7 separate regions of the Mus musculus genome follow, and all the other regions are linked to region 4. A link is a contact called in public promoter capture Hi-C data. All regions are on one chromosome and are shown on one strand. The core of a region is the stretch at or near the end of the contact, and the rest is flanking DNA. Distances in the headings are between cores, read along the strand shown. Region 1 holds the start of D230025D16Rik (RIKEN cDNA D230025D16 gene). Region 2 holds the start of Dync1li2 (dynein, cytoplasmic 1 light intermediate chain 2). Region 3 holds the start of Exoc3l (exocyst complex component 3-like). Region 4 holds the start of Cnot1 (CCR4-NOT transcription complex, subunit 1). Region 5 holds the start of Cmtm4 (CKLF-like MARVEL transmembrane domain containing 4). Region 6 holds the start of Tmem208 (transmembrane protein 208). Region 7 holds the start of Tk2 (thymidine kinase 2, mitochondrial).

What was found. Promoter capture Hi-C pulls out the DNA fragments that hold promoters and counts their contacts.
Region 1: a contact with region 4 is called in a promoter capture Hi-C map of pre-B cells. The contact joins the promoter of D230025D16Rik here to the promoter of Cnot1 in region 4. A contact is called at or near these places in 5 of 39 promoter capture datasets (cranial neural crest, frontonasal cranial neural crest, maxillary cranial neural crest and 2 more).
Region 2: a promoter capture Hi-C map of second pharyngeal arch cranial neural crest shows a contact between it and region 4. The contact joins the promoter of Dync1li2 here to the promoter of Cnot1 in region 4. A contact is called at or near these places in 5 of 39 promoter capture datasets (cranial neural crest, frontonasal cranial neural crest, maxillary cranial neural crest and 2 more).
Region 3: a contact with region 4 is called in a promoter capture Hi-C map of pre-B cells. The contact joins the promoter of Exoc3l here to the promoter of Cnot1 in region 4. A contact is called at or near these places in 2 of 39 promoter capture datasets (cranial neural crest and pre-B cells).
Region 5: a contact with region 4 is called in a promoter capture Hi-C map of cranial neural crest. The contact joins the promoter of Cmtm4 here to the promoter of Cnot1 in region 4. A contact is called at or near these places in 2 of 39 promoter capture datasets (cranial neural crest and liver).
Region 6: a promoter capture Hi-C map of pre-B cells shows a contact between it and region 4, with 4 times the contacts expected there. The contact joins the promoter of Tmem208 here to the promoter of Cnot1 in region 4. A contact is called at or near these places in 4 of 39 promoter capture datasets (cranial neural crest, frontonasal cranial neural crest, maxillary cranial neural crest and 1 more) and 1 of 484 Hi-C or Micro-C datasets (CD8 T cells).
Region 7: a promoter capture Hi-C map of pre-B cells shows a contact between it and region 4. The contact joins the promoter of Tk2 here to the promoter of Cnot1 in region 4. A contact is called at or near these places in 3 of 39 promoter capture datasets (cranial neural crest, pre-B cells and second pharyngeal arch cranial neural crest) and 1 of 484 Hi-C or Micro-C datasets (B cells).

The regions. Positions count from the first base shown.
Region 1 is chr8:105,223,527-105,226,481 of GRCm38.p6, forward strand. It overlaps D230025D16Rik (RIKEN cDNA D230025D16 gene), which reads left to right and starts at 1,661. Exons shown (of 16, transcript NM_145604.3): 1 at 1,661-1,960. The coding sequence starts at 1,897.
Region 2 is chr8:104,441,611-104,444,669 of GRCm38.p6, forward strand. It overlaps Dync1li2 (dynein, cytoplasmic 1 light intermediate chain 2), which reads right to left and starts at 1,437. Exons shown (of 13, transcript NM_001013380.2): 1 at 1,085-1,437; 2 at 864-937. The coding sequence starts at 1,191.
Region 3 is chr8:105,294,764-105,297,917 of GRCm38.p6, forward strand. It overlaps Exoc3l (exocyst complex component 3-like), which reads right to left and starts at 1,350. Exons shown (of 14, transcript NM_177788.5): 1 at 1,143-1,350; 2 at 863-943; 3 at 497-672; 4 at 202-421. The coding sequence starts at 896. It overlaps E2f4 (E2F transcription factor 4), which reads left to right and starts at 2,900. Exons shown (of 10, transcript NM_148952.1): 1 at 2,900-3,112. The coding sequence starts at 2,978.
Region 4 is chr8:95,805,780-95,808,924 of GRCm38.p6, forward strand. It overlaps Cnot1 (CCR4-NOT transcription complex, subunit 1), which reads right to left and starts at 1,666. Exons shown (of 49, transcript NM_001372353.1): 1 at 1,554-1,666. It overlaps 4930513N10Rik (RIKEN cDNA 4930513N10 gene), which reads left to right and starts at 1,051. Exons shown (of 4, transcript NR_015574.3): 1 at 1,051-3,145.
Region 5 is chr8:104,393,821-104,397,111 of GRCm38.p6, forward strand. Cmtm4 (CKLF-like MARVEL transmembrane domain containing 4) reads right to left here and starts at 1,987. Exons shown (of 4, transcript NM_153582.5): 1 at 1,631-1,987. The coding sequence starts at 1,816.
Region 6 is chr8:105,324,639-105,327,889 of GRCm38.p6, forward strand. Tmem208 (transmembrane protein 208) reads left to right here and starts at 1,739. Exons shown (of 6, transcript NM_025486.3): 1 at 1,739-1,836; 2 at 2,413-2,508. The coding sequence starts at 1,831. Lrrc29 (leucine rich repeat containing 29) reads right to left here and starts at 1,630. Exons shown (of 7, transcript NM_001368408.1): 1 at 1,589-1,630. The coding sequence starts at 1,612.
Region 7 is chr8:104,247,246-104,250,350 of GRCm38.p6, forward strand. Tk2 (thymidine kinase 2, mitochondrial) reads right to left here and starts at 1,313. Exons shown (of 10, transcript NM_021028.3): 1 at 1,156-1,313; 2 at 402-439. The coding sequence starts at 1,288.

The DNA of each region.
Region 1 (2,955 bases), core at 411-2,910, 9.4 Mb after region 4:
AACTATTCCTACTCTGCTTTGCATTAGAATTCAATTTAGAAAGTTGGTGGGGGAAGGGTCCACCTTCTTTTGTTTTGTTTTGAGCCAGCGTCTACTTTATCTCAAGTTGGCCTTGAACTCATTTTGTAGCCCAGCATGGCCTTGAACGTTTTTTTTTTTAAGTTATGCTTGTTTTTATGTGTATGGGTACACCACAGCTGTCTTCAGACACCCCAGAAGAGGGCATCAGATCCCATTACAGATGGTTGTGAGCCACCATGTCGTTGCTGGGAATTGAACTCAGGACCTCTGGAAGAGCACTGACTTCTCTAAACAGCTGAGCCATCTCTCCAGCCCGACCTTGAACTTCTTTTTTTGTTTGTTTGTTTTTTGTTTTTTGTTTTTCGAGACAGGGTTTCTCTGTATAGCCCTGGCTGTCCTGAGCTCACTTTGTAGACCAGGCTGGCCTAACCTTGAACTTCTTTACTGCCTCACTCCCAACTGCTGGGATTCCAAGCAGGCACAAATCAGCACACCCAGCCTCTAAACATAGCTAGCTACACACGTCAGCGTTTCTGCAGCCACTTTCCCACTGGACAGACAGCCCAGTGACCCAGTTGTTTTGGCGTGCAGCAATGCTTCTCAAAGACGTTCTACTATTTTTATTTTATTTTGTTTAATCCCATAGCACTGACTTGAAATTTTGTGACGTATCCACTGTTAGGCTTCTTTATAGCCAGTTTGAGTATTTAGTCTGTCACTTAGTTCCCTGCTAAATACTACCCTTAGGAAACATAATGGGAATCGAGCTTTGCTGCCTAGGATCAAGGAAGCTTGGGTAAAGTCTTTACCCTCCTTGTGCCTCATTTATTCGTCTATAAAATGAGACTGAGGGTGTGAGGTCTTGTCATCAAAAGAGGCCTCAGCTGCCTTTTAATTTTAGGGTGCCCTAGAGCAAGCAAGCCGAAAATTCTGGCTGAATAACTAGAGGAGCCCCTCTTCTACTCACTGGAAACGGAGGCACAGAACACTTAAGAGCTTTAGTCACTACCATAAAGCATTGGCAAGCAGCAATGGTGACTCCAGGCGGAGCTGCAGGAGGCAGCCTCTGTGCTTAGAAAGTATTCCCTAGGTTGAGCATTTCTGGAAATGAGACCTGGCCCGGAACTCTTCAGCCTTCTAACTCAAATCCTCTCGCTCTAACCCTTGCCAACGGACTCATACATCCTCGACTCTGAGGTGGACCCTGCTCAGAGACCACTGGGTCCAAGGAGAGTAGGTTTCTGAACAATTTAGGCAGTGGCAGCCAGCGTCAGTACGTGACAAGCTTGATAATGGTCCGCGGGGCCGTGAGTCTCTGGGACTGGGTCCTTCCTGTCCGTTTTGTTCCTAGTGCAGATTAGTGGGACAAGTGTGCAGACGGAAGACTTTATTTTTGTGTGACATGTTTCCCGCCTTGTGCCTTTTCTTGCGTAGGCATATATGGTGCGCTGTGCAGTTTCAGGACCTCTGGAATGTGGCCCCTAAGTTCTAAAGCAGCTGCTCTTCCCTCCAGCTCTACCCGCGCGGGTCTGGCCTCTGATCCAGAGTTTGCGCGTGCGCGACTCCGCCTCAAGCCCCGCCTTCATGATTTAGCCCCGCCTTTGCCACGCTTTACGGCCCGGCACGCCACTTTTGCTGCAGTTGCTCTGGGCGCTGCTGTTGCTACAGCCTCTCCTGCCGGGGCTGCTGCCCGGGAGGTTGAAGGGAGGTGAAGTGTGTTGTTGTGTTCGTGCTGCCGTCGCCGCCCGGAACCGAGTGGAGAGCCGGACGTCCGCGGGCTGGCGAGAGCGACCAGTCAGCAGCTGCGTGCTCTCCTCAGGCCGGGTCCTGTCTGCGCTGCCGCAGGGAGGCCGCCCGGCCCAGCGAACCGACCCAATGCTGGACCTGGAGGTGGTGCCTGAACGCTCTCTGGGGAACGAGCAATGGGAATTCACTCTGGGTGAGTGTGGGGTCTTTTGGGATCCTGTTGGCTGGCCCTTAATTCTCCCTAGTCCCTTCCGCTTCTGGTTCCTGCCCCAGATGCCCCTGCGCCCGCGGTTCTTCGCCTTTTCTCACCCTTTAGTCTTTCGGCTCCGGGCTTTAGAATCCCGCTCCTCCCGTCTGTCATAGGATCAGCGATGTCTCAGCAGGGTCCTTCTTTGGACCTCTATGATAGTAATAGCCAGTACACACCAAATACTTAGTGGAGTGGGAAGGTCCTGCTCTTTTGAATTTATCTCTAATACAACTCCCTGAAGTCTGAATATCGATAGTATTATGCCCATTTTGCTGACTCTAATAGTTAAGAACTAGGTAGCACACCTAATCAACACTCTGGTCTCTGATCTGTCTCTCTCTGGTTTTAGGGGAGTGGGGGAAACCTAAGCTCATGCCTCACAATCAGATGGGGGTGGTGGGGGAATGAGCTTGCTTTTCTAAAAGGAACTCTCGACTTGTTTTCTTCTCTTTTGAAATGTACTCTTAACGTGTGGTGTCGCAATACCAGATACCAGAGTTAAAAGTTGAAATTGAGTGAAGTGGAAATTACACATTGGCTTGGTAGACAAATCAGTTAGGTCACTTGGGGAGAGTTGGCCTTCGTATGTGAACAAGAGTATTTGCATTTAGTGACTCCAGTGTGTTTACTTAGTGGCAGCACTAAGCGAAGGGGCTGGGAAAAGGTGTTCCTGCTGCTTGTTTGTGTGGGCCTCAACCTCTGTCTCTCTACTGGGAGCTCTTGGACTGAGTCAGCTGCTCCATTTGTTTATGGCTTATCCTTGAATGTAGACGACTCTGTCTATAGAGACAGCATATTGGAATTACCTAGCTGGGTAGATTGCTGGGGCTTGGTGGCTGCCTGCCTCTTTCTTGCCCATTATAAAAGCCAGTTTCATCAAGGGCTCTTGGTTCTCAGAACTTAGACTGCCTGTTCCTGTAGACTTCTCAAAATTTAAT
Region 2 (3,059 bases), core at 187-2,686, 8.6 Mb after region 4:
AAAAAAAAAAAAAAAAAAAAAAAAAAAGGCTTTTGACAGTGCCCAAACGATTCACCCTACTATCTTGATGTGCTTGCACCTAGGCAATTACCCTTCAAGATACCTGATTCCACAAGCGCTCTCTCAACACATCAAGCAGTGTGATGCGCCCACAGCAGTCTGCTCTTGACATGAGAGATGCGATGCAACCACGCACACATCTGCCTCGGCTCCACTGGGATTCTTTCAGGGTGTCTAAGACTGTCTGTACTGTCCCACTGCTCAGCCCTCATTTCCTACTCTACAAACAGCATTGCAGGTGAACGCATATAATCCCTTTCATTTGAAGGAGATAACTGAAGCCAGAGAGGTTAAATGACTGACTGGGCAACCCAGCAGTGAGGGCAGGATTTATGCAAGAAAGTTCCTGGGGCTGACTCCCAAGCTCTGCTGCCTGCCCATGAAGACTGAAGAAAAGACTTCGTCCATCTCCTCAGTTTCCCAGTCCAGGTCACCTACTTCCCTCATCTTCTCCATCCAGCCTGCACATCCTCTTTTTCCTTCCTCCACATCCTCAACTTGGTGAGCACAAGGCTAACCGATGAACCGAGTCAAGGCTGAAGAAGGCTCAGCCAAAAGACTGAAGGAATGTGCCCCAATGCCCCAAGCCCACATCACATCACTGGACTCCAAACGGAGCTGCATTCTAGGGGGTCAGTAGAGGTGTGGGCTTGGAGACTCAGCAGCTACCCTGCCAGAGTCCAGGGTGCCCTCCCAGGCAGGCAAGCGACAAGCAGGCGCTAAGGGTGGAGAAGCCTGGGAACCAGTGGGAGGGGCGCCGCCTGACCCACCCCTGCGCCCCAGGGCAGTACCCCGCTGCTCACCGAACACCAGAATGTTTTTGCCGGACGGCAGCTTGGACCTGGCACGGGTGGACACTTCGCTCAAGATCGAAGACCTGCGGCGACAATGACAAGAGTGGTCAGCGCGGGACCGCCTAGGACCGCTCGGCCCACGACTGCCCATCAATGTCTGCCCACGGTCCTGCCCGCTCCGGCCCGCTCCCGGTCCGGCCGCGCCATCTGCGGCTCTATACGCTCCTCACCATAGACTCTGGCCTTCCTCCTCTTCACTTGTCAGGTCGCCGGCGGCCGCCACTGCGGGCCCGTTGGGACCCAGCAGCAGCTTCTTCTCCACCCCCACCGGCGCCATCTTGCCAACTGCAGCCACAAAGAGGGCCCTCCCCCGGGCCCGCCGAGGACCCGCAAGGACCCCGGCCGGGCCGCGCTGCCCGCCCGCAACGCCGCAGAAGCTCCGTTATCCAGCGCGTCCCGACGGGCCCGCGGTGTCCTCGTGCGTCTGCGGGACGTGGGATCGCCGCAGCTAGGGACGTTGCTGGGTCAGGCAGCCAGCCGGACAGCCTTACGCGGGAGGTGGAGCCGCGGACGCCACCAGACCGAGAGCGCGCTGGCGACCCCTGCAGGGCAGCCTCTGATGCGGCAAGTCCAAGCTTTGGAATGAACTCAAGCTAGACAACCATATTTATAAAGCGATCTCATTGAATCTTGTTTAATTCTTAATAAGTGAGGTGAGGAAACTACAGCTCAGAAGTTTAAAAGAAAATGGGCCAAACATGAACGAAGATCCACAAAAAAATGACTGGACATAGATATTTGCATGTCCTGTCATACCAGCAATGGGCAGCTGGTGGGGGCGGGGAGGGGGGGAGGGGGAGGGATCAGAAGTCTTAGACTACTTGGTAAGTTTAAGTTGAGCATGAGCTATGTGAGAGCCTACTTCAAAAAAATTAATTTTAAAATGGTTGCACATGGTGTCACACGCCTTTAATCCCAGCATTCAGGAGGCAGAGGCGGGAGGAACTCTATACATTTGAAGCCATCCTGGTCTACATAGCAAGTTCGAGGGTAGCCAGGGCTACATAGTGAGACCCTGTGTGCCGGCTAGTTTTGTGTGTCAATTAGAGTCATCAGGGAAGAAGGAAGCTCAATTGAAGAAATGCCATTGTGGGTGGTGCCATGCCTGGGCTGGCTGAGCAAGCCAGTAAGCAGCACCCCTCCATGGCCTCTGCATCGGTTCCTGCCCCCAGGTTTTAGCCCTGCTTGAGACCCTGTCCTGACTTCCTCCAATGATGGATTATGATCTGGAAGGGTAAGATGAAATAAACTCTTTCCTTCCCAACTTGCTTTTGGTCATGGTATTTCATCACAGCACTAACCCTAAGATACCCTGTCTCAAAACAGCCCCAAGACCCAGTTCTAGAGGTGGTATCCTGCCACTTCCAGTCATTACTCTTTTAGTTTTACTTTTATTAAATGTGTATAGGTGCTTTGTCTGCTTGCATATCTGTCCACTATGTGTATGCAATGCCTGTGGAGGGCAGAAGAGAGTGTCTGAACCCCTTGTAACTGGGATTACAGATGGTTGTGAGCTGCCCTGTGGGTACTGGGAATTGAACCCAGGTCCTTTGGAAGAGTAGTTAATGCTCTTAACCGCTGAGCCATCTCTCCAGCCATGTTTCTTCAACTATTATATGGCTTAATTTTCAGGATGCTCATTGAAAGTTTATCACAAATCCTCAGAATGTTGTTTTTCATCTCCTCCTTTGTAGACTTTATTAAACTGTGAATGATTTTTACCACCACAGTTAACAATACTTTTGGCTTTGCTTTACCAATTTTATTGTTGTTGTTGTTGTTTGAGACAGGGTTTCTCTGTGTAGCCCTTGCTGTCTTCGAACTTACTCTGTAGGCCAGGCTGGCCTTGAACTCGGAGATCCACCTGCCTCTGCCTTTGGAGGGCTAGGAGTGCCCCCACTGCCCTGCAAGGTTTCTGTTTTTTTTGCTTTTTTAAATCCTATTTTTCAGAGAGTCAATATTTCACAGCAGAACAAGCAGCTGTGACTGCTTTTCTTGAGTGGAGAAGGTAGTGGGGAGACTGGATGTAAAAGGGGAGAAGTAATGGAGAAAAGAAAGACAGGTTTGTGCTGATCAGGGGTAACTTTAGGTATGGCCTTTTGCTGTTCTCTAAGGAAGCAGGGTAACTTTACAAGGTGTTGATAA
Region 3 (3,154 bases), core at 100-2,599, 9.5 Mb after region 4:
AGCCTGAGAAGCCCAGGATGAGGCGACTGCGCCTATTTCTCACACTCTTTGAAGCTGGGATTATTCTCTGGGATGTCCCTGGTGTCTCTCTCCATGTAATCCCTTTCCTAGTGCCCCAGCTGCTGATCAGAATGGGATTTGTGGATTCTTAGAAGCTAAAGTCCAGGGCTCTCCACCTCCGCTTTCCCCGCCCCCACTCACCTGCTTGTAGCCTTGGCAACAACCGAGTCAGGATCTGAAGTTGTTTGTGCTGGACAACACATTCCCTCAGGGGTTCCAGGGTTTGTGAGGTCCGAGACAAACCCTTTAGTAAGTGATGGGCCTGGCTCAAAGCTTCACGAGTTCCCTGCACAGCCTCGAGGGCTCGGGTCAGCTGCCACACACCAGTCTGCACACCTTCCAGGTAGGACTGCACCACTGACTGTGGAGAGAGGTAGCCGCTCCTAAGGCCTGGCCAGCCCTCCAGCCCAGTCTAACACTCCTGCTCCTCACCCACCTTAATTCTTGCTTCCAGGGAATAGTTACGCTGTATTTCACGGCTTCGGTACTGGCCCAGCCTGGTCAGCTGCTCTGGCCGGTAGAAGATGCCTGAAGCCCACTTGAGTGCTGCACCCCGAGCCAGCTGTTCGGCCCTCTCCTGCTCTGGCCACTCAGGCCTTGGGCAGGAAGATCCTGGGGTTGGTTGTGTCAGTCAGGGAGGGCCTGTGGCTAACGCACCTGCTGCTCTTCTGTTTCCTCGGGACAGCCCCACTCTTGGCAATCCTATAGAGCTCTAGCTAGACCTGACGGGAAAACCCAACCCCACTAATTCCCATTTGTCTTGACATCATCCTTCCCCAAGCCCAGCCAACGAGGCTCATACCAGGACGAAGTGTGGGCTGTATCTTGCTGTCCATAGTTTGCCTAGAGCTGCTGCCGATGTGGTAGGAGTGGGAGCGAGTGCCTGGAGGAGATCAGGCAGAGCGGATGTTCCTTGGGCTCCGCTGAGAAAGAGGAGCAGGGTCCTTGCCTACCCCCTTCAGGAAGTAAGAAGGGGATACCTGGGAGGCCTCAGTCCTCTGGCTTGGACTATGCAAATAGGCAAAACTGTAAGTCCCCTTTCCTGCTCTGTAACGCCCAGGATAGTTTGGTACAGAACTTACCAGATCTGACCGGTGTCCAGTTCTCCCTCCTCTGCAAGTGGCCTTGGCCTTGAGAGTAGCCTTCTCGCTCCTGCAGAGCTGGGCACACCCTCACTGCTCACGGGACCGGAGGGACTCCAGCTCCTTTGGCACCAGCAGCCAAATTCCTCTCCCCAAGGAAGCCTCTCTCCCACTTCACGGCCCAGAAACCCCTACTTCTCCCCCAAGGCCCCTCCTTCAAAGCAGAAAGGAAGGAAGTTGAGTCTCTGGCACTTTATTCCCAACAGGAAAAGCATCTGCATTGAGGTGGGGAGCGCTGGGCGCCATTTCCTGTTGGGTGGGGGCAGCTGTGGACTCCCCCGGTGAGCACCAAGTCTTGATCAGCCCACCTTAGACTTCTAAATACTCCGGAAACACATATGCATATTTAAAGCTGATTTGGCCTCAAGCTGGTTTGAAGGATGACCCCCTATGTGGTAGAGCCTCAGCAAACCGCAGTCGAGTCTGAGAACCACAGATGGTATATGCCTTGGTAGGGGAAAGATCACATGTGGTGAGGCAAAAGAATAGTGAGAGATGGCAGTTAGGGATCCAAAAAGCTACATTGTTCCTGTAAGTGATGGGGAGCTAGGGAGGACACTAGATATAATGGAGCACCACCCAAATCCACCCATCATAATAGACCCTCACTTCCTACTGTCAGAAGGGTTGACAGCTAAGACCTCAGGAAGACTACCCCAACTTCAGGCTCCATTATAACTAGAGCTTCCGAAGTCTGCTTTCTCACAAGTGTGAATCATCAATCAATTTGGGGAAGGCAATTTGTGTCCTAGAGGGACTGACCGTCATAAAGACATAACCATAAGTGATAACACTGTTAAAAATAAATAAGACTTGCAAGCTGGTAAGATGGCTCAGAGGCTCAGAGCACTTGCTCCTCTTGCAGAGGACAGGGCTTCAGTTCCCAGCACCTACACGGCAGCTAATAATAACTGCCTGTTAACTCTAGCTCCCAGAGATCTGACACCCTCTTCTAAACCTCCTTGAGCACCTGCACACATGTGGACAAACATAAACACATACACACACAATAATAATAATGATGATGATGATAATAATAATATAAACCTTTAAAAACTGCAAAAATAAATGAGACTTGCAAACACACAGTTCTTCCCATGTGTCAGAAAATGCCTTAAAGGCTTTGCTTATATTCACACGCAGGCAAACACCTTTGCATGGACTAAGTAGTGGTTGGAAATAAGACTCCTGGCCACTGTGAACTGTATGTAGCATGGAGGCCAGCGAAAAATGATGCTGGAACGAAATAAGAGATAGAAGTATGCAAGCTATTTATTGTTAGTGCTTGCTGTTTTGGCAGGAAGTAACAGGAACAGCAGGAATTATCTCTGAACATCAGGGAAGCCTTTAGAATAAGTTTTAAGCAAATAGGCTAAGCTTGTGGCTTATGGCTTCCCTTCCCTGGATGGAATGTTCAGGCAGTTAGTAGTCTAGAAGCAGCTTAGCAAGGAAGAGTCGGGTGGTTCTCGCTTCTCAACTGCCGGTACTGCTCACTAACTTCTTCCATTTCCTACCATACAATTTTTTCAGGTTTCCTAGCTGCCCTAAGGAGTTGTTTTGGTTTCCTTTGCTAATGATACATTTGCCGACGGTCCCCCGGAGTTTTGCGTCCGGATCAGCAGACGGGAGTTGCACCAGATACCCTGGGAAGGCGCGAGACGGAAGCGGAAGCAGCCTTGATAGCTCCGGTGGCCCGGCGACTAGGAACGGAAGCGGAAGTGGCGCCGCCGCCGGCCTCGCCTGGCCTGGCTGAGGGGAGGCGGCGGGCGGGCGCGATGGCGGAGGCCGGGCCACAGGCGCCGCCGCCCCCGGGGACTCCAAGCCGGCACGAGAAGAGTCTGGGACTTCTCACCACCAAGTTCGTGTCGCTCTTGCAGGAAGCCAAGGACGGCGTGCTTGACCTCAAGCTGGTGCGCTCCGGGCCGAGGGGGCGACTGGGGAGATGGGGGCAC
Region 4 (3,145 bases), core at 416-2,915:
AAAAAGAACCAAATTCCCAAGTCAGACCCTCTGCCTGCAAAAAGAACCTTTACTAACATCCTGCCTGCCATTCAGGCCAAGGCCCTGCTTGCTATCATCAGGTCTTCCTGCCATGGGACAACCATCTGTAATGTCCTCACACAGCACTGAAAACAGGTCCCATTTCTACCTCCACCATTTTCACACATGTATACTACTTTTCCAAAGAGAGGTCAGGAGGGAAATGCTGGTATTTTCTCTAATAAGCAGTACACCCACTCAATTATTGGCTGATTGTTGTTGGGTTCCCCCCCCTCTCCATTGTAATCACAAGGGACCGAACTGCAACAAAACCGGAAAACTCAAGTACTGTTACTCGGTTTTGAATAGAGAGGAAAAAGAAGTATATAGGCCCCAAAGAAACTCGACATCTGGGGCTAGAGCTCACTGATACAAGGCCTGCCTGGATTAAATGTCCACGGAAGGTGGGACTGTAATATTTGTCGAGGTGACTTCTGGGGAACGTTTACCTCTCATGAAGCTTAATTTTCCATACAACACTTTGAAAAGCACTTCTTTTCAAAACCTACAAAGCACTCCTCCTGCAAGTAATGTCTGTGAGCACAGGTGGGTGAGCTCCCTCCCGGACCTGGTGGCATGGCCAAATGTGTTTGCTTATTAGCCTTAGGCTTAACCTAAGATCTCTCCAAGATCTGCACCAAATCAAGACCCACAAGCATTCTGCTCACTGGTGGGCATCTGCCGGTAGTTGCCGGTTGGAGGGTTGGGGGCGTTGGGACAGGCAGAACCAACACTACCAACCGCACAGGGACCTAGGTGACTTAAGTTGGGGGGCTATCGACTTGTTAGAAAGTGCGAGCGCCGGGGCGCGCGAGTGGAACAAAAAACCTGTAGCGAGAAGGGTAACACGGAAGTGCTCACTCCCGCCCGCCCGCCCCTCCCACCGCCAAGCAGCCAAAAGCGAGGGGCTTGACAACGTGCTGGGGGGCGCAGGAGGGGAGGGAGTCCCCGGAAAGCGCTACGAATCGGCAGCAACTCCAAACCCGCCCCCTGGCCCGCCCGCCCAGCGAGGAACCTAGGTAGGCCGCGGGCGCCCGCGCCCATAGCCCCCCATCCGGGAGCCCGGGAGGAAAGGGACAGTTGAGGAGCTCGTGCGCTCCGAGGAGGCTGCAGCCCTGCGCGCGCGGCGAGCCGAGGCCCTGGGATCCGAACTGCCACCTCCGCCGCCGCCATCCTCGAAGCCTCCAGGCAAGGCCTCCAGGCCGAGCCGCTCCGGAGCTGCTCACCCGCGCCCGGGCGCTCCGAATCCAGGAACGTGAGCCCCCGGTCTCCCTTCTCCAAGAGAGCAAAGCCGCCGCGAGCGGGCCGAGTCCGTCCCCTCCCGCCTTGGCTCCACGTCTCCGGCTCGCCTGCCCGAGTCCCGACGCCCCGGGAAAAGGCTTCCAGGGTCCCCAGTCCACCCCACCCCCGGTACCGCTCCCACCCGGACCCGCGTCCCGAGCTTGACACTCCCAGCCTCCGCCACCTCCAACCGCAGCCCCAGCCCGCCTCACCTCAGTCGGCTCCCGCAGCGCTGGACACAGGAAACTCCTGGGTCCTCGACTCCGGCTCTCCTCGACCCCCCTCTTCGGTTAACTCCGCTTGTTTTCTCGACAAAATGGCGCCCGAGGTCGCGCGCTCACGTCGCGGCCTTTCCCCTCCCAGTTCCCATTTCACCATTCGCTGCCCGCTTTGGCGGAGGGATGGCCCTAGCGCCCAGCCAATGGCCGCGCGCTGACCGCAACGGCGGTCCAATCGCCGATGGGTACCCGCGGATTTAAACCAATCACACACTAATCACTCGCAGAAGTCGAGGAAGAAACCAGGCTCCTGCTAGCAACCACCAATCCAGACTCCTAGTTTGCGGGGCTCAGGCCAATTGCCGCTCATCAGCCCTGGGACTGGGTCCGAGTCTGGGCGCCTGCGCACCCGGGTGTAAGCCAATGGTTAGACGTTGGGAACTTCGATTTGGGACTCGAAGACATAAGCCTTCGAGGTGTTCGACCTATGGGGACTGGCTGGTCATTGCCTCCGGGAAACAAAAAAATACGGAAGGGAGCTCGTTAATGCATTGCCACCCTGCGCACAAACTACTCTAACTTAGAGACAGGGTGATGCTCGTCTACTTTCCTTCGTCTTTCGAAATGTCACGGTCCGAGAGGCTGTGCGGGTTCCCAGCGGAAGCATTGTCCACCCCTCGGATCTCTTTAGCAAGGAGCACCAGTCATCAGAAGGCGTCAGACGCGGGGCAAAGTTGAGGTCCTTTGCATCCTGGGTTATGTAGTCGCACGCCCCGCCTATTCCTGTCGCAAAAGTAACGTGGTCTCTTCCATCACTGTCTGCGCCCTAGAGCAGCAATGCATGCTGGAGAATGTAGTCTCCCAGATGCCCACCTAATCCTGGCTCTTTTAAAGTTTGTTTTCCATTTGTCTTTTGAAGCAGGGACGCTTTGCAGAGATATAGAAACAGAAGTTCTCCTCCTGCTCTTGGCTATTCTCAAGGATGCCAATGCCTTTTGCTTCTTGGATAAAAGGCTACGTTATCCACTGTGTCCTCCTATCTTTTAGACTTTTTGTTTGAGTTTTGAAACAAGGTCTCTTTCAGTTAACCCAACTGTAGTCCAGGCTGGCCTGAAACATACTAAGAAGCATAAATTGACCTTGAGCTCCTTGCAATCTTCCAAAATACTGAGATGATAATAGACGTAACCTCTCATACCAGTACTATTTGAACTTTAAAGAGATGTGTTAAAGACTTTTATTACTTATTTTACGTGTACAGGCGTTTGCTTGCATGTAAATCTATGCACCATGCATGTACAATGTCCTCAGAGGTCAGAAGAGGATGCCCGTCCCTCTGGAAGTGAACGGTTGTGAGCCACTGGGTGGGTCCTCTGGAAAAGCAGCCAGCTCTTGTAATCTCTGTGCCATCTTTCCAACCCCTAGATGAAAAAAAAAAAGTGTCTGAGTGCTTGCCTATATATATGTTCACCTAGAGAGTGTGGACCTGGTACCCAGGAAGGCATTGGATGCCCCGGGACTGAGATGAGAGTCTCAGCAGTAAAGTTGTAAGCTGCTCTATGAGTGCTGGAAACCCACCCCTGCAC
Region 5 (3,291 bases), core at 737-3,236, 8.6 Mb after region 4:
ACACCTCCCCAAAGGAGGAAGCATGGCTGGCTCCGGCTCCAGCTCCAGCTCCTGCAGACAGCCAAGTCCCAGCAGTGAGCGGCTAATGTTCTGTACAAACCACTCCATCTCCATCCTGAGAGGCAAGTTAAGAGTTGTCCTTACTTTCAAAGGCCTGCTAAGTAAACTAAGAAGGTCCCTGACCAGGCCCTGGAGTCCACCTTCTGGCTCCAAGTTCAGCCCTGCCCTTTTCTTACTTCTGATTATCTACACCGCACTCAAACATTAGCTAGCTAGCTCTTTTAAAAAAAGGATTACGTATCGCTCCCACACCGACATTCTCTCTGCTAATAGCAATGGCTAACAGAAGCTTGGTATCCCTGAGAACATTCCAGATTCCTGGATTAAGAGTGTTTTAAAATGTAAAGATAGGGAACTTGCTCCACTTATTTCTCACTAATGCCCTTTAAAACTAGGCATCAGAAGACCAAGCCTTCCGCAGAGAAGAGAGGAAACTCTCCATGAGTCTACAACCTACAAACACAGGGACCTTTATTTAAAGGGTGTCCACATATGGTATTTCTCCCAAGAAAGATTAACGTATGCACTCAGTTAATAAGCCGAACAGGCCTGCCGCTCCCAGAAGGAAAATGCAAATATGTTGCAGTTCTGTGCAAAGGGCTTCTCTGTCAGGGTGACAAGTCTATAAAGTTTTGAGGCCTCGGTGAAAGGCTACCTGTGACAGAGAATAGGAGGAATACAAAGGTTTTTTTTTTAAACTGGACTGTGCCCAGTCCACCACAAAGATAAACTACACTGCCCAAAGGGACCTGCTACAAAACCACAAAACCGAAACAGAACCCACAAGCCCCTGAACCAAACACTCTGGGGGGTCGCGGGGGGGGGGGGACCCACCAAGAAATGTGCTCTCGAATGCCTAAGTCCAACAGAAAGTTCCCCGTATCTGTCACCTCCCAAACTGGCCGCCCTCCCAGAGTGACTTAACTCTGGGTACCAATTTGGGCAGTCCCAAGAAGCCACCACCAGTGCTGAGACTACAGGATGCTATGAAGGAAGCCAACGTCCGCAGTAAAGACTGGAGGCTTTGTGGGTAGATCTGGACTCCCCCACTGCATCTGGGCTACACGCCTCCATTCAACAAATATTTATTGAGCATCCACCATCTGCTGGGCACCCTGCTAGGCGCCAGGGAGGAAACCATGCCACAGCCCCCGGCCTCTGTTAGCAGAGAACCGTCTGGGGGTTACGCGAGCCGGAAAACCTGCTACAAGTTGCTAAGCACAGTAGTAGCCAGGCGATGGCACGGCCCTCGCAACCGGCTCTGCGCACCAACCTCTTGTCGATGAAGCAGGGAGGGCACAGGTAGGCCCCGGAGCAGGTGTGCAGGCACCAGGCACCCCTGAGGCTTCGGAGCTGCAAAAGGCAGACTCCGGCCGAGGGCGCGGTCCCCAGAGGAGCAGGGACTGCAGCCCAAGGACCTCGGAGTACGGAGTGCGCGGAGCGGGGACCGCGCAGCCCGAACCCGACTCTGGTCGGCCGGGCCTTCCCCCGCGGCCGGGTGCGGGTAAAGAAGGCGCGGGCTAGGCCGCCGACCCGCCCGCTCGTACCTGGAGCCCCGCCCGGCACCTACCACTTGGGCGACCTTGAGGCGGCCGAGCGCGCCGCGCAGGTAGTCCGGGTCGCAGCGCAGGCCGGCCAGCCCGCGGCGCTGGCTCACCGGCTCGGTGGTGGGTTGGTACGGGCTGCTGGCGCCCGAGATCATGGAGGTGCTCGAGGCCTCGCCCTCGAAGCCGTCCAGCTCCTCGCCGCCCCGCATGCTGCCGCCCCGCGCGGCCGGTTCCCCCGGCGCCTGGAGCGGGCAGGCTCAGAGCGGCCGCCGCATCGCCGTCGCCAGACCACCCCACCGCCGCCGCCTCTGCGCCCGCCGCCCGCTGCGGCCGCGGCTCGGTCCGCTGGGGCTCGGCTCCCGCCGCCTCGGCAGCGGAAAGGGAGGGAGGCGGGAGCGGGCGCCGAGGGAAGGAGGCGGGAGCCGCGCGCCGGCCCGGAGGGGGCGGAGACTGCGGCCGGCGCGGGGAGGGGCGGGGCGCTGAGGGCTGGGGGCGGGGGGTCGTGGGGGAGAGGAGGGGCGTTGCAGGTTGGGGCGGGGCCGGTGAGGAGCCTTAGTCACGCCCCCACCACGCCCTCACCTGCTGGGCGTCTGGCCCAGACTCCGGGGTGGTCGCCGGCGGCCCTTGCAAGGAAAGGCCCAGACCAAAAGAGGGAAAAAGGGTGGAGAGAATGGAGACTGACCAAAGAGTCACAAAGCTGTTTTCTCTGCCCGCAGCCTTAGAGCCTGCTTTAGAGAAAGTGGGATCGTCTGCAGGTTTAAGTGTGTGTGTTCCCACGCTGGGCACACTGAGACAACCCTATTCTGTGTCAGAGGTACAGCCTGTGAGGGGGTGGGGGAGGTCGGGGTTAATGGAGCCCGCAGAATCCACACAACCCCAGTGTCAATTTGGGATCCAGCATGCTGGCATAGGAGAAATATATGAGCACACAGTAGGTGCTTGGCAACTAATATCAGTTCCCTATCCTGGCTGAGAAAAGTTTTGCTACCTCTAAGCATCAAGCTAGGCGACACTCAAATTTTGCCCTGGAGGCATTAATTATAGACCAATTTGTCATTCAAGTGTGAAGACTAATTTTAAGCTTAAGTAAAACACTAACTTTCTAAGAATTGTCACTTTGACACTGAACCTTTCAGCACCCTGAATACAGATCTGTTCCGGTCCTTGAGGAAGGCACCAAATGAAGTGTTATAATCATTACTATTTTACACAAGTGGAGACAAAGCTTTCAGAGTAGAAGTGGCTTGTCCAAGGGCACCAAATATTCAATGAGTAGAACACAAGGTCTATTTCCAAAGCTGAAAGGATACCAGCTTCAATATTTATATTATTTGACTTACTAAATATTTTGAGGGGGGGGGGACACTTACTGTAAGCTAAGCAATATGCTAAGAATTGAGGACAGGGATGTTGAGAAGTCTCAGTGGGTAAGAGTGTTTGCCACCAAATCTGACCACCTTTGTTTAGTTCCTGTGACCCATGGGTGAAAGAAGAGAGCCAGTCCTTACAAGCTGTCCTCTGGCCTCCAAAAGCACACACCAGAGTCCTGCCACCCCAAGGACAAATGTTAATAGCTTTTTTAAAAACTTGAAGACAGCCGGGCAGTGGTGGCACACGCCTTTAATCCCAGCAGTTGGGAGGCAGAGGCAGGCGGATTTCTGAGTTCGAGGCCAGCCTGGTCTAC
Region 6 (3,251 bases), core at 489-2,988, 9.5 Mb after region 4:
CTTCTCTCAGCTTCCGTGTCTGAAGTATATGAAGATGTGAAGGCATTTTAAAACCACCTAGATCAGTTCTTCAGGGACTGGATGGCTGTTAGCAGCATTTCTACCTTTGCAACATCACCATATTAATAGCTCCAAATTTTATCCAATGGAGCTAGATTCCTTTTACAGTTTCCTTCTATGTTCAGCCTTGCTAATCCATATATAGTCCAGTTTCAGTGCCCCTCGTGAAAAACCTGGGTTCACCACTAATCTCACAGTCCAGACCTCCATGCCTGGTTGGGCCTGCTGCTCCCAGAACACCCCCAGCCCATCCTCACTACCAACACAGCATCTCTTTTCCCGTATGTGGGGCTCTTTCTGCAAAGTCCTTCTACAGTGACTTCACTAGCCCCGCTGTGTTTTCTCCTTTCTTCTCAGATGCTAAGTACATACGCAGTACTCACCCAGTATTTACTGGACTAAAGATAGTCCTTTGCCTCTACTTTCACCAAAGGTTTGCTCAGGGAAGGGGTGGGGGATAAAGGAGATTACTATTCAGAGGAAAATGACTAGGACCAGAGAGGAGAGACATGAGGAAGAGTATGGATGGGACTGGGATGACTAAGCCCCCATCCCTAGGGGGCTAAGAGGGAAGACTGGACTAAGAGAGTGGCTGACCTATCTTCTGAATGATCAACCCTGGGAGCCATGCTAAAGGACAACATGTCTTAATGGAAAGGATCATACATAATTCATTATCCTGAGAAATGCCTTTCTAGCACTAGAGGAGTAGAGATAGGGGTGGAGTGGTCATCCCATGAGAGCACCCCAAAAGATTACTACTACTGGTAACCCATGGGGTTTACAGGGATGAATAGATACCTTCTGGGGCCAAAAGGGAATAGGATGTCACGACTCAAGGGAAAAGGCCTGACTTCCTAGGGCAACGAGAGGGGGTTGCCAACCCTCAGGGCAAAATGGATAGAGAAGCCATTTCAAAAAAGGTGCAAGACACAAAGCCTGCATCTGTATCTCCTTGCCCCTGGCTAAAGGAACAAACACCCCATGGGGTTGAATAATACAGGGGCAGCCATCACTAGGGGTCTAGAATGAGGAGCAGGCTTGTCTTACATTAAGGACATTGGGTATGGTCCCCAGAACTAGGGGGCGGGAGCAGTCTATTTCCAACTGCGAGGACGGTGGGGGAGGGGTGGAGGAAATGGAACGACCATTCCAAGGGGCCAATGGGGATAAAATTGATTACCCTTCAGGGACGGTGGAGCGGACATCTTCTAGAACTGAGGGGGAGGGAACGGCCATCTCAAGGGAAAGGGATGGGCAGTGAGTCCGTCCTCATTGAGGTGACAGAGCAGCCATCTTCTGGGGCCAATGGGTAAAGAGGGAATGGTATCCCAACCGAAGGGGTCGAAGTGGCCCCAAAGAGGACCGTTACCCAGAGTTTTCAGGTCGTGGGATCCGCCGGGCGGCTCGTTTCCGCCTGGCGGGAGGTGCCGGGCGAGCTGTCAGATAGCCTTTCCCCAAAGCTCGGGACCCCGAAGGCGGGGCCTGTCCCCGACCAAGGCCTGAAGGACCGCTCGCTTCCTCTCACCTCCAGAGGCAGCGAGTCCGCCATCGCAGTTCTGCCGTCTCCGCCCCCACGCAAGGTTTTCTGGGAAGTGTAGTCCCACCGACTCAGGGGGCGGGGCTTCGGAAGGAAATGAAATCCACTTCCGCCCAGGAGCGAACGATTGCGCTCTTTACCGGAAGTGCATGTGCTGCCGATGTGGTGTCTACTGACTGCAGTTCCAGTTACTCGCCCTTGTTTCAGTGGCTGGGTGTCTGCTGCGCACCATGGCGGTAAGGGACAAGGCGTGGTCTGCACCGGCAAAGCTTTCCCGATGTTGGGAAAGTAAAAACAGAAGGGCTCGAAGGCATAAGGCACTGGGCCAGAGAGGGGCGCCACCCAATGGACTGTGCTAGACCGAACGGGATGCGGGGAGAGTGGCCGTGCAGGACTACACCAGGACTAGTGTTGGAGGCTAGGGCGGGCGCGGGCGAGGGTAGTTGCCAGTTCCAGATCTAAACCACTACCCCAGAGGGACGCCATTAAGTTCCGCTGGAGTTTTCCCGGAGAGGATCTCAACCCAAAGCTGAACCTTACGAGGAAAGCCAAAGAAGATACTAACGTAATTTGAATTGTTTTGGGGTGAGCATTAGGCGATCATAACTGGGGGTACAGTAAAGTCGGTGTCCTAACTATATTAGGAAGATGGACTAGAGGAGTGGTCGGTATCTCAGGGATTGCTAGGGTTGACAAAGCACGCTAAGGACTTGGCTGCGGGGTAGATAAAGCTGCAGGTAACCAGGCTGGTACAGGGAGTGAGGAGGACTGAGGCAAAACAGCTCTGACAGCATCTCACCAACCCTCCGCAGCCCAAAGGAAAAGTGGGTACCAGAGGGAAGAAACAGATATTTGAAGAGAACAAAGAAACTCTCAAGTTTTACCTTCGGATCATACTGGGAGCCAACGTAAGTTGCTTGCCTTGTGCTTTCTCTGCCCTCTCATTCCTATCTGATTAGGAGCGCTGGCAAATGACAGCCAAGGCTCCAAAAGAGAACGTTGTAAAGAAATGAAGCCAGGCAGACACCAGCCTGTAATCCCTGCACCAGGGAGGCTCAGGCAGAAAGATGGGCGGTTTGAAGTTAGCTTTGAGTAACAAAGAAATCCTATCTCAAAAAAAAAAATTAAAAATAAAAATAAAAAGGGGTGATGGGGTTAATAAGTGAAGCTGGCCATAGTGGCATATAACTGTATTTCTAGCTATTTGGAAGACTGAGGTCAGAGTGTTGAGTGGTAACCAGAGCCCCACAGAAAGACTGAAGTCTCATTCGAGAGAGTGAGAGCAGGTGTAGCGCCGTGGTGGAGCCCTTGGCTAGGCTCTGCCAGCATCGCCAGCAAACACTGCCCTCCTCCCCCCAAAGTATCCAGGGACTGAGTGGTCAGAGCACTTGTCGCTCTTACAGAGGACCTCGGTTCCACTCCAGGGGCACCACATGGTAGCTCGAAACCTTCTCATTGAGTGGATCCAATGCCCTCTTGTGACCTCTATGGTACCAGGCACAGCGTCAGGCACATGGTGCACATAGATACATTGCAGGCAAAAACACTCATACATGTAAAATGTATTTTAATTTTAAACCATTTAAAAAAAAAAAGTAGCCAGGCACAGAAGAAATATGAACTAGACATAGAAGCAAAACATGAAGAAATG
Region 7 (3,105 bases), core at 63-2,562, 8.4 Mb after region 4:
TCTCCACTAGACAGCAGAAGGAAGTGAGAAGAACACTTCCCCCCACATCTGGGCGGGGCAATCGGCAGTGAAGCAAATAGATGCAATTTAAGCCGTTTAGATGGCTCGGTCAGCATCTTTGGCAGTTCACAAACACCTGAACATGAGTGCTTACTACCTGAATGCAGCTCGAGGCCCCACTCCCGCCCGTACACACAAGAAATGGCTAACGGTGATGGAATCTAAGGAGAGGAACCGGGCCACAAGAAGGAAGAGAGATTTGTGACCCTGGATATCGTCTTGGGTTTGGTTTTTCACTGTGCGCACCATTGTTTTTGTTCTCCGCCTCAAAAAAAAAAAAAAAAAAAAAAACAAAACCAAACCGAAATTACGCTGGAGAAAGCATGCAAAGAGAAACTTACCACTGCTTTTTTCTCCTTATCATTTTCTCTATCTTTATCTAAAAAAGGAAAGGAAATCGATGTTTCAATTATTCACTCTGCTCTGTGCTGACCTGATAAATGACCACACAGTCATTGCGTATGCGTGTTCCCTGGCTTACAAAAAATGTTTGCCATTCTTGGGACTCTCTACAGTTGGGTCCGTATGTGTCGCTGTACTGGGCCCAGGCCCATGTGTGCTTGCTTAGTTTCCTTTGCTCGGTACATTCTACTTTCCGTTTCACCTGGATTGTGTGCTTAGGATCTTCACAGCGCACCCAGGGATAACCTACACTCTGAGAGATTCCAAGGGTTGGGACCCAGGCTGTCTAGGCCAAGACTGGCAACACTGCCAACCCACCTGGCAGCAGCAGCCCGAGGCCAATGAAAGCTATGTCACCTGGCTTCCATTTCCGAAGAGAAAGATCCGCACTGCCAGCAAGAGGAGAAAGTCGCAAGCCTGAACCCGCCCCCTAGGTCCGCAGACACCTGCATCCACTAAGAGCTGATTAAATACAGCTCGTGCCCCAACTAGCCACCTCCCAAGCCTAAAGAATCTGACAATAAAAAATAAAAATTAAAAAAATGGGCCGAGAAGCCGCGTTTGAGCCCCACTAAGTGCCGATCCTGACAGTTCATTAGGGTCCCACAGTCCCCAGACCCTTCCTGGGGACTAGCAGGTGAGGGGGCGGGGTTCAGTGTGGCCCCTACGAGGTGGCACAAAAGCACTAGTTACCCGGAGGCCAGGCGCGGCGAGGTGCCCACAGCGGCCCGGCGCCCGAATCGAGGCTCCCGGGGCTCCCGGAGCTCCCCGGGCCCACGCTACGCAGGGACCGGGCAGCCCAACTACGCAGCGACCGCAGCAGCATAGTCCCTGGCTGATGTGCAAGTCCTACTTCCTTCCGGTGCGTCCTGGAGCCCCGCCCCACCCCTTGTCCGGCCCCGCCCCTTAAGGGATCCGCTAGTATTTCTCCCTCTAGGCTACACCGAAGAGATTCAAAGTGAGGATTTCCCCACTTACAGACCGCAGAATGGCCCTGACCCAAGTAGATTTAGAGAATGGATGGCATAATAATGCCGGGGACTGCTTAGTATATCCGATTACTTCCTTGGTTGCCGGCTCCATCCACACCTCGCACCGCCTACTCAGGATGTCCTGTATTTTCCTTCGAAAATACTCTGCAAGTAGACCTTGTCAAACTTGGGAACATTTTCCAAGCTTGTCCTTGGGCTTCAAAGGGCCCTCCTAGGTTTAATCCCCACCATCACAAAAAACAGTGTGAGGGACACAGGTGAGAGGGCCGTGAAAGCCATTGTTCCCAAATGTTACAGTCTTTGACATTTTCAACGTTTGGATTTTAATGTTCCTCGGGAAAGCATAACGAATATCTCCCCTGAATGAACAAAAAAGGGATAAGAAAAAAAGCATGTAAGGCCAACTTGTAAGCAAAAATAAGCTTGGGTACTATAATTCACCCATTCAAGACCAATAAGCCCAGATGTTGCCGCCTTGACTGTATATGGGCAGTTACAATGCGTGTAAAGAAGATTTCCACTTCTTCCAGGTGGCAAGATGCTGGCAGTCGTCTTGGGCAAAATGAAGAAAGACATTTTCTGGGTTTTGTTTTACTCTTTTAGATCTGTAACAAAAAAGCCATCACCCTAACAGGGCTTCCTGTTTATTTGCTAGGCACCTAGTAAAGGCAAATAAAATCTTCAAATTCAAAGTCGACAGTTGTGTGTGTGTGTGTGTGTGTGTGTGTGTGTGTGTGTGTGAGCGTCTTGGGGTGAGATTGTTGGTAACTGTTGATCAGATTCAGCCAAATGAACAGATCTTAGATGGGCAGGATCCAAAGAGATCTAAATGGACTGGGGTTGTGGGCTAGTTAATTCTTACCAAGGCAACACAAACTAGAAACACCTCGGGAAAGGGAGCCTCAATTGAGAAACTGGCTGCGGCAGATTGGCCTGTGCGCATGTCTGTGGAGCATATTCCTGTTGCTAATTGATGAAGGAGGGGTTTTGTTGTTGTTGTTGTTTTGTTTTGTTTTTGTTTTTTGCCTCCTTGCTATGGGCAATGCTGTCCCTGGGCAGGTGAGCTGCGGGTCTTTATGAATGAGCAAACCAGAGAACTACTGAAGCTGATAAACACTCTTAGTTCTTCTGCTTCTGCTTCTTCTGCCTCCGGTTCCAGCCTTGAGTTCCTACTTTGTCTTCCCTCCTGTAAGCCAAATAACCCTTTCTTCCCCCAAATTGCTTTTGGTCAGTGTTTGTTTTATCACAGAGAAGCAAACTAGGACGGGTGGTTATTCAGTTCTCCAAAAGAAATCATGAGACTTAATTCACATAATGGAAGTGACATATTCTTCCTGTGTCTATCATCATGAAATGCTCCAAGATGGTTTGTCCTGGCTACACCGGAGCACTTTATAAACTGTGGGACAACTAACAGCAGTGGGAGGCGAAAAGTACTCTAGAGACAGGCTTGCACGTTCTGAGAGCAAGGACAGACTAACAGGGCCAGGCCATAAGTTCAGGCTATATATTCTATAGCTATTGATGAGTGGCCCAGACCATGGGGACCCTTCGAGCAGAGAAGCAGACAGATCCTTGCTTTATAGAATTTATATTTTTTATTTTAACTGATACATAATTGTATTTATTTACAAGATACCATTGGATGTTT